2 separate regions of the Mus musculus genome follow, and region 2 is linked to region 1. Evidence: chromatin contacts called from public HiChIP or PLAC-seq data. All regions are on one chromosome and are shown on one strand. The core of a region is the stretch at or near the end of the contact, and the rest is flanking DNA. Distances in the headings are between cores, read along the strand shown. Region 1 overlaps 2210408I21Rik (RIKEN cDNA 2210408I21 gene). Region 2 overlaps A830082K12Rik (RIKEN cDNA A830082K12 gene).

Evidence for each region. HiChIP or PLAC-seq counts read pairs in DNA pulled down with a chosen protein or histone mark.
Region 2: a contact with region 1 is called in an H3K4me3 HiChIP or PLAC-seq map of embryonic forebrain, with 7 times the contacts expected there. The contact joins two enhancer-like sites. A contact is called at or near these places in 2 of 39 promoter capture datasets (HPC-7-derived erythroid cells and trophoblast stem cells) and 6 of 115 datasets of contacts at active chromatin or transcription factors (astrocytes, embryonic basal ganglia, embryonic forebrain and 3 more).

The regions. Positions count from the first base shown.
Region 1 is chr13:77,395,589-77,399,132 of GRCm38.p6, reverse strand. The region is part of intron 19 of 2210408I21Rik (RIKEN cDNA 2210408I21 gene); the gene reads right to left. Among named protein-coding and RNA genes, the nearest start is that of 2210408I21Rik, 260 kb to the right of the region's middle. Within about 2 kb of position 1,287, at least 31 of the 459 cell types and tissues checked have an H3K27ac peak or open chromatin away from gene starts, as enhancers often do. A contact at or near this core is called in embryonic forebrain, where this site is marked.
Region 2 is chr13:78,208,848-78,212,379 of GRCm38.p6, reverse strand. The region is part of intron 1 of A830082K12Rik (RIKEN cDNA A830082K12 gene); the gene reads right to left. Among named protein-coding and RNA genes, the nearest start is that of Nr2f1, 12 kb to the right of the region's middle. Within about 2 kb of position 1,794, at least 71 of the 459 cell types and tissues checked have an H3K27ac peak or open chromatin away from gene starts, as enhancers often do. A contact at or near this core is called in embryonic forebrain, where this site is marked.

The DNA.
Region 1 (3,544 bases), core at 38-2,537:
TTCGCCTTAATTTATACATACCAATCAATACATACAGATACTAGCAGAGACTCCACATTTTAAAAAATGCACAAATACTTATTACATTTTATATATTTCTAGCTAAATAAAATTTAAAGACAAAATCAGATTTTGTATTCGTCTCAAAGTAAACATAATACTTGATTACTGTACACTTGGACAAAATTGTGTGTTAGGATGCATTAGGATCCTTTGTTACTTGAGACATCACTCTTGAAGTGTTGATTATCTTTAAATACTATGACTTATGAGGTGGTACATAGTAATAGAAAGGGTATGTATAAAATATCATGTAAATAAGAACTATCAAGAGAACAAATTAAATTACAGCCTGAGCTAACAGTGATAGCTCCATTTTAAGTTAGAGAGGAGAAGAAGCTACTAGGAAGAAACTGACTTCTCTTCCCAGCCCTTTGAGAAAAACCTGTACTGGCAAAATGCCAGCTAGATTCACGGAGCATGTTGAAGATCGAGAATATTTTTTTAAAAGTATCAGATGCCATACTTTTACGGAAGGAATGCTAGTGAGATGTCTTGTCATGTAATTTTATACAAATGCATTAAGTATCATAAAAAGTGGATACAGTGATCTTTTGTGTTATTGATTTTTAATCAATACTTTCTCAGACATGACAGGCTGCCCAGATTTTTAAGTCCGAGAGTATTTTCTGTTTTTAACCTTGGCTCTGTTCTTATGAAACAATGTTTTGGCAAAGTCGGCAATTCCTTAAATGAAGATTATTTTCCCCCTGCCCCTTCTAGGTATCAGGAGACCATTTTTAATTCACTCACCAGGGAAACTCTCAGCGGGACTGGTGTATCGGTAACATAGGAGCCAATATTCTAGCTATCAGTTTTCATCCAGCCTAGCTGGACCTTTACATTACGGCTGCCCCACATTTATTGTTCTTTCACTGCATCTGTCAGCATTTCCTGACAGCACATTACAGAGCACATGGCTACAAAGTCAGTATCAATCAGTCCAAGATCATGCAGATATAAGTAGCCGACTATTGATAATGGGTCTTAAATCAGATCATCACGGCTTAAGCATAAGATTCTTAAAAGACAAGGATCCTAGGGGAACTTCTAGTTGCCTGCACCTGTTAGAAACCCCAGAAAATGGCTTTCCTACTACGTAGCACCTACAATTGCAAAAGAAGAAAAACGTGAATGTGATGAGCACAGACAGACACCCAGTGTAACACACTGCACTCTGTAAAATGAAGCATGGGAGCAAAGGTAGCAAGCAACACAGCTTAGCCGTATCCAAAAAACATAACATCCAAAATCTCCCTTCTCACTAATGAAGCAGCCTCCCGGGGACTGTGTACACCTCACGTGGATAACAGTGGTTGTGTTGTGTTTTGGCGATGTCTACTTCGAAAGCATTTCAACTAGATATGGCCTTTTAACAAGAAAAGTGAGAGAAATCAGAGTTTAGAGGGGTGCTATACCAAACTCCAGGCACGATGTTAAAAAAACAAAGGCATCTAATTTCTGTCCGACATTAATAATAAAACAAAACAGGAGATGCGTGCAAATTTAGTAACATAAAATTTAAGGTAATAAACAGAGTTGGGGCTGGCTTCTTGTTTAGTATTCCTTAGTTATCACCATAATTGCTGCATGTCTATCATTACTAGCAAAAGAAAAAAGTGTCTTTCTCAGCTGCTCCATGCTTGTTTTGTTCGCTGTATTCTTGTAAAGTGGGAGAAAATAAGTGTCATTTAATGAATAGTGCTATTCTTTGTCTGACAGCTTCATATCTGTTAGGTGTAGGAGGCCCTACTACTTTCTTTCTCTGATAATGTTTTTGACAGTGTGCTAAATTCCTCCCCCAAAAGGCCGGCGTGTATATTCTGCTAAAAGGGGCTTCATCTCTCCTGAATGGGTGCCCTCTTTTAACCCCCTTCAGCTTCTGTTCTTACATTAATTGAGCTGATCAGATTGAGCATATGAATTTGTCTTTGATGTATTCGTATGTTTAGTTGACGTTGCTCTCTCTCTCATTGGCAGCGGACAGAGCTCTCAGACAAATAGGACTGTTACCATGGTAACAGGCAATAGCTAGGGATCTCTTGAAAAATATTTTTATTTCAAAATTCAAACTGGAAAATTCTCACTGGATATGGTTCTCAGTTCTAAACGTGTCATATCTAATGATGAATGCAATTAGGAATCCCACCAGTGTTTTAAATAATAAATTAGCCTAATTTTCTAGGCCTGGCATGATGACATACAAATACTAAAAAGGCGTCTTCTTTTTAAATCTATAACAAAGGACTTATTAATGACTTTTGTTCTTAGGATTTCAAATTAAAATGGATGGTAGGCTAATGATAGTGGCTTTGTATCTGCTAAAACCAAAGGCCTAGAGGTAAACTTTATTATTTTTTTTAAAGAAAATACTTCAAGCTGCTGTGATTTGTGGTTATTTCATTTTTTAAAAAGCAGGTGTAGAAACCCTTCTATAAATGTGTAATGCTACAGCAGTTGGTAAATCTCTGTGGATAAAAATGCCCATAGCCATATTTAATTACTGAGCTCGTGTGAGAGGGATGGCTGGTGAACATAACTGTTTTATTCCACTACTATCTCAGAGCTCTGTGGCGTTCAAGCCTTGACTAAGCCACTGCAATACAAGGGAAATATAAATATTTCAATGTGAGATAGAAATTATAATTTTAAACTTAATTTATTCATGACTATATAATTCCAGTTGTATTAATTACTGTTTCTTCGGGTCACACCATGTCTGGCTTAGAGGACAATGGATGATTCTATACCATAGGACACTTTCAAAGACCTGACAGAATGTATCAACACATTTTAAAGGTCATTAAATACATGCCACATTGTTTTATTCCGTGAACTCTATTGTTAGTACTGTGTACCTCTTTAGTATCTGTGACTCTATGCTGTATGTCAAAGTATACTTAGCTTTCTGATAGTCACTGGCAGATGCACTATTTTTTAAAAATCTAGTGATAAAAGATAGCAAAGAGATGGATATTTTGTGTTTCTCTAAAGAAAATAGTTCTTAATTTCTTTGATGTCATCATACACATGAATGAGGTTAACGTGAAAACAAACACCTACTTCCTTCTATAGAACATGTTCTCTGCCCATTCTGAATATGACTTTTACATTGCACACTCTAAGAAGTTTGTGTTGACATAGTAAAATATTATAAAATAGTAAAGCTACATAGTATGTATTCACAAGCAGCTATGAATTTCTAATCTTCTACTTTTATATAACAACTGTTGATCTAGTCTATACATAAATATTTTGTATTTTATTTCAGGTTTTGCTACTAAACCACTTGAATTTTATTTTTACTAGAAATGAGTACAATGTTTTCTAACACACACACAAACACCCCCCCCCCACACACACACACATGCAGGCACAAATACACACTAATAAGAACACTCTAAACAAATACCTGAACAATGCAAGGGACTGTTAAGAAGGAAACAGTGCTTCCCTTTGCAATTTTCCACCTTGTTCATCAAGA
Region 2 (3,532 bases), core at 545-3,044, 810 kb before region 1:
CCAAGCTTTGGCCAACACCCAGGCAATGACTTGCAAAAGCAGTTTCAACCGACAGCGGGTCGACTGGGCAGCTTACACTTCCGTGGGGCCTATTCCTAGGCACTTAGCAAGAATGACCCGAGGTCCCAGTGAGCCCAGGGACCCGCACCGGGTTTGGGGAGCGTGCGCCACCCACCCACCCCCCTACACACACACACCCTCGGCCAGGCCACGGTTCCTTCCAGAATACCCCTGAGCAAGCTGCGGACTTTGTCATTGCAAGGGTTAACCTGTCGGTGGCCTTCAGTGCCACCAAGACCATGGCCTGTTAATGCCCTGCGGCAGCCTAGCACGAGGATCTCTAGCAGGAGACTCTGGCAGTGCTTGGCCGGGCACTCGCACTCAGCACCTGGTGATGACCCTGTGACAGAGGCAGGATGAGGACTTCCCTTGCAGAAGCAGCTCTTGGCAAAATGGAATTTGAGACTACAGTTTCCCAGGCCAGGAAGGGAAAGCTTAGTCCTCAGACCGAATAATTCGGCCCAAGGGCCTTCCTTTTGTGGGTTGAGGTTACACAGGAGAGTAAGGACCCTTGGCTGTGAGGAGAAGGAGCCTGAATTTGCCTACACCGAGATCGCAAGGATCCACCTCCCTCCACCCCACCCCACCCCGTGGACAAGGGTGCTCAGCAGCCAGGTCAGGGCCTCCCAAAGAGCATTGGGCCTTTGAGAGGCCTGGATACCCTGGCCAGAGCCGGTCTTCAGCCAGAACCCACCCCTCCCCAGCTTCAGGAGAAGGGTGCATCTGAGTAGGAGTCATCAGGCAGGCCAGGAATTTAGGCTTAGGACCTTGGGTGAATCGGGACAGAATCACTCTAGGTGAGGTTGGACAGCGACCCGCAGAAGGATGGAATCACGCCAAGAAAACACACACTTGGAATTAGGATTCTTAATTTCAGGTCTTGAAATTCTTGACCTTGAAGATTTCCTAGCCCCGCAACATATACTTCCTCCACAAGAGGATTTGGGGAAAGTCAGTTTCTTAACATTCTTTGGTCCCTGTTGTGTGTGCTTAAGGTAGACAATAGCTACAACTTAAACACCTGCGATTTCTTACAGCAACCCAATTTGAGGAGTGATTTCTCCTTCTGTGTGCAGTGCGAGTGTACCCTGGAGCATTAAGGTAATTCCTCTCGAAAGGGTGCAACAAGAGGTTTGCACAAACCAGCTAAAGTCACTGCTGCCCTTATCCTGGGCAAACAGAAAAGGAGACCCGATTATCCACCCCCTTTTCTTAAGGTGCTAGTGTGAACCTTACTCAGTCTGAGCCTAGTTAACATTCCTTTAACCCTAAAGATCCATCTGGAACTACGCAAAGGGAAATTGGGCCAAAAAAAGGGAAGCTACTGAAGAGAGGGTAGTTGAGCTGAGGTCCTAAGCCGAAACTGCTCAGGGTTTGCTTTGACCCAGCTTTGGGACCTGCCTCCAGAGCAGATAAACTCTCGAGTGTCTGGTCTCAGGGCTCTGGGAGCCCCGGACCTAGACGTGCTCAGGGCTGCTGTGTCCCAACTCTGCATTTGGGGGCGGCTTGCGCACACACGCACTCTCACACGGCGCGTGCTCCTCGAGACCTTCTAAGGCTATCCGAAGGACAGAATTCTGTGAGGTCCCGCAGAGCACCCACATTCGACCCTTACTCAGGCATCAGACCGGAGGGCGTCCCGGCCTGCGGAGGCTGGCAGACGTGAGGCAATCCAGAGCCTAGCAATGGACAGCATCTCCGGGTCTCTAGCTTCCTCACTGCCAATCAGACCTTCCACACTTGACAACCTTAGCTCACTAGGCTGCCCTTCCCTCCCAGCAGCTACTGGAAAACACTGGGCCGGACTGGCCTGAGCGCCGGCTGGCTCCCGAGAGCCAGGGCACTTAGGCGCTTCCCCAGGTAGGACCAGCTCAGCGCACTTTCCCAGCCTGACCCGCTCTTCCTCCTCCCACACACTCCCTACCGAGCGAGGACCCGCGGGTGTTTGGGGTGGTTGTTGTTCTTTTAAAAGTATATTAAAGGATCATTGGCGTCTCCCTGTCAAGTCATTACGCCTTTATCCCCATCAATTAAGCACACCTCAGAGGACTGCTATTAAGAGCTAAATTGAGCTGCAAAAGTAGGTATCCCGTTTCAGGCAGATGTTGTTATCTCCCGCTGAGGCACGGCCAGCCGGGCTCTACCTCCGCTTCCCTCTACCGCCCTAGTCAAGCTGAACGCGGCTTCCCGCGCGCAGCGAGGAGGCAGAACCGGAGGTCGCAGCCAAAACAACGCGCCGGTGCTAGGAATGGACTCTAGCCCATCTCAAGCTCTGTGCAAGTCAAGAAGTGTCTACAGAGTTGAGTAGAGGACGACGCCAAAAGCTAGCTGAACGGGTTTCTTTTTTCTTCTTTTATCTTTTTTCTCAGAGAGGTGGGGAATATCTGTTAATAGCTGGCTCCCAGCTGGGGATGCAGGAGGAGGAGATTGCGATAGAGAAAGCAAAGGAGTCAGTGTGCCTGGAAGTCCGCTACTGGGTACTCCGCTTCCTCCTCCAGCCTCCCCAACCTGCTTCCTGGGTAGCAGGTCCCCTGAATTGTAGATCAAAGCGCGGTGCAGTGGGGATGGGGGATTTGAAGCTACAGAATCCGGAACAGAAGGGTGCGTTTAAGACAAAGGAAAAAGACTTGGGACTCCTGTGGCCTTCCACCCAGATGTGTCTTTCCATCCTTTCTCAGTCCAGACACTTTAAGGCACCACTGTCGCCCGCAGCTGGGAGACCTTGGAGCGCTAAGGAAAGAAACAAAGGGACATGGCCCTTACTGCAGTTACAAGGTTTCTTTCGTGACACTATCCACAATAAATTAAGCCAAGGCTAAAGGAGATTAATTTCCCAACATAATCCAATTAAAAGATTTCTAAACTAATCTTTTACGGAGAAAAAAAAAACTTAAAAGATGTACGGTTAAGGGGGTGGGGAGTCTGGTGGTGATGATAGTGATTTATCTCCTTCACACTGAACGCAAGCAGAGGACGTTTGCTCTTCATATGCAGTTTGACCAGAGCACCGGTTGGCGTTGGTGTCTCCAGTCCAACCTGAGCCTTCCAGAATCATCTGCCACACTAACCTAGGCCCCATCACAGAGTGAAAGGACTAGGGTTACTTACAAACACTGTAGACTTTTTAAAGTGCTATTAGATTTATGGTCTCTTTGTCGACGCCCATCCAGAGTAATTAGCACATATGTTCTAAATAGATGATAGTTTTGTGAGCAATAAAGCAATTACCCATCGTTGGAGCTGACAGTTCCTCCGACTAAACTCCAACCAGCAGCTAATTGGAAAAGTCATTTCAGCTACATTGTCTGCAATTAGTCCTGCTAAACTACTACACCCCAACTTGCTGGTTTGAGGTTAATTTATTCAATGTTGAATTTGCGTGGACAAGTCTTTGCCACAAACGGACTTGCCGTTTGCTCCCTCTGGACTGCACCCAGGAACTAAAGGAGCAGGTGGGAGGGGCGTAAACAGG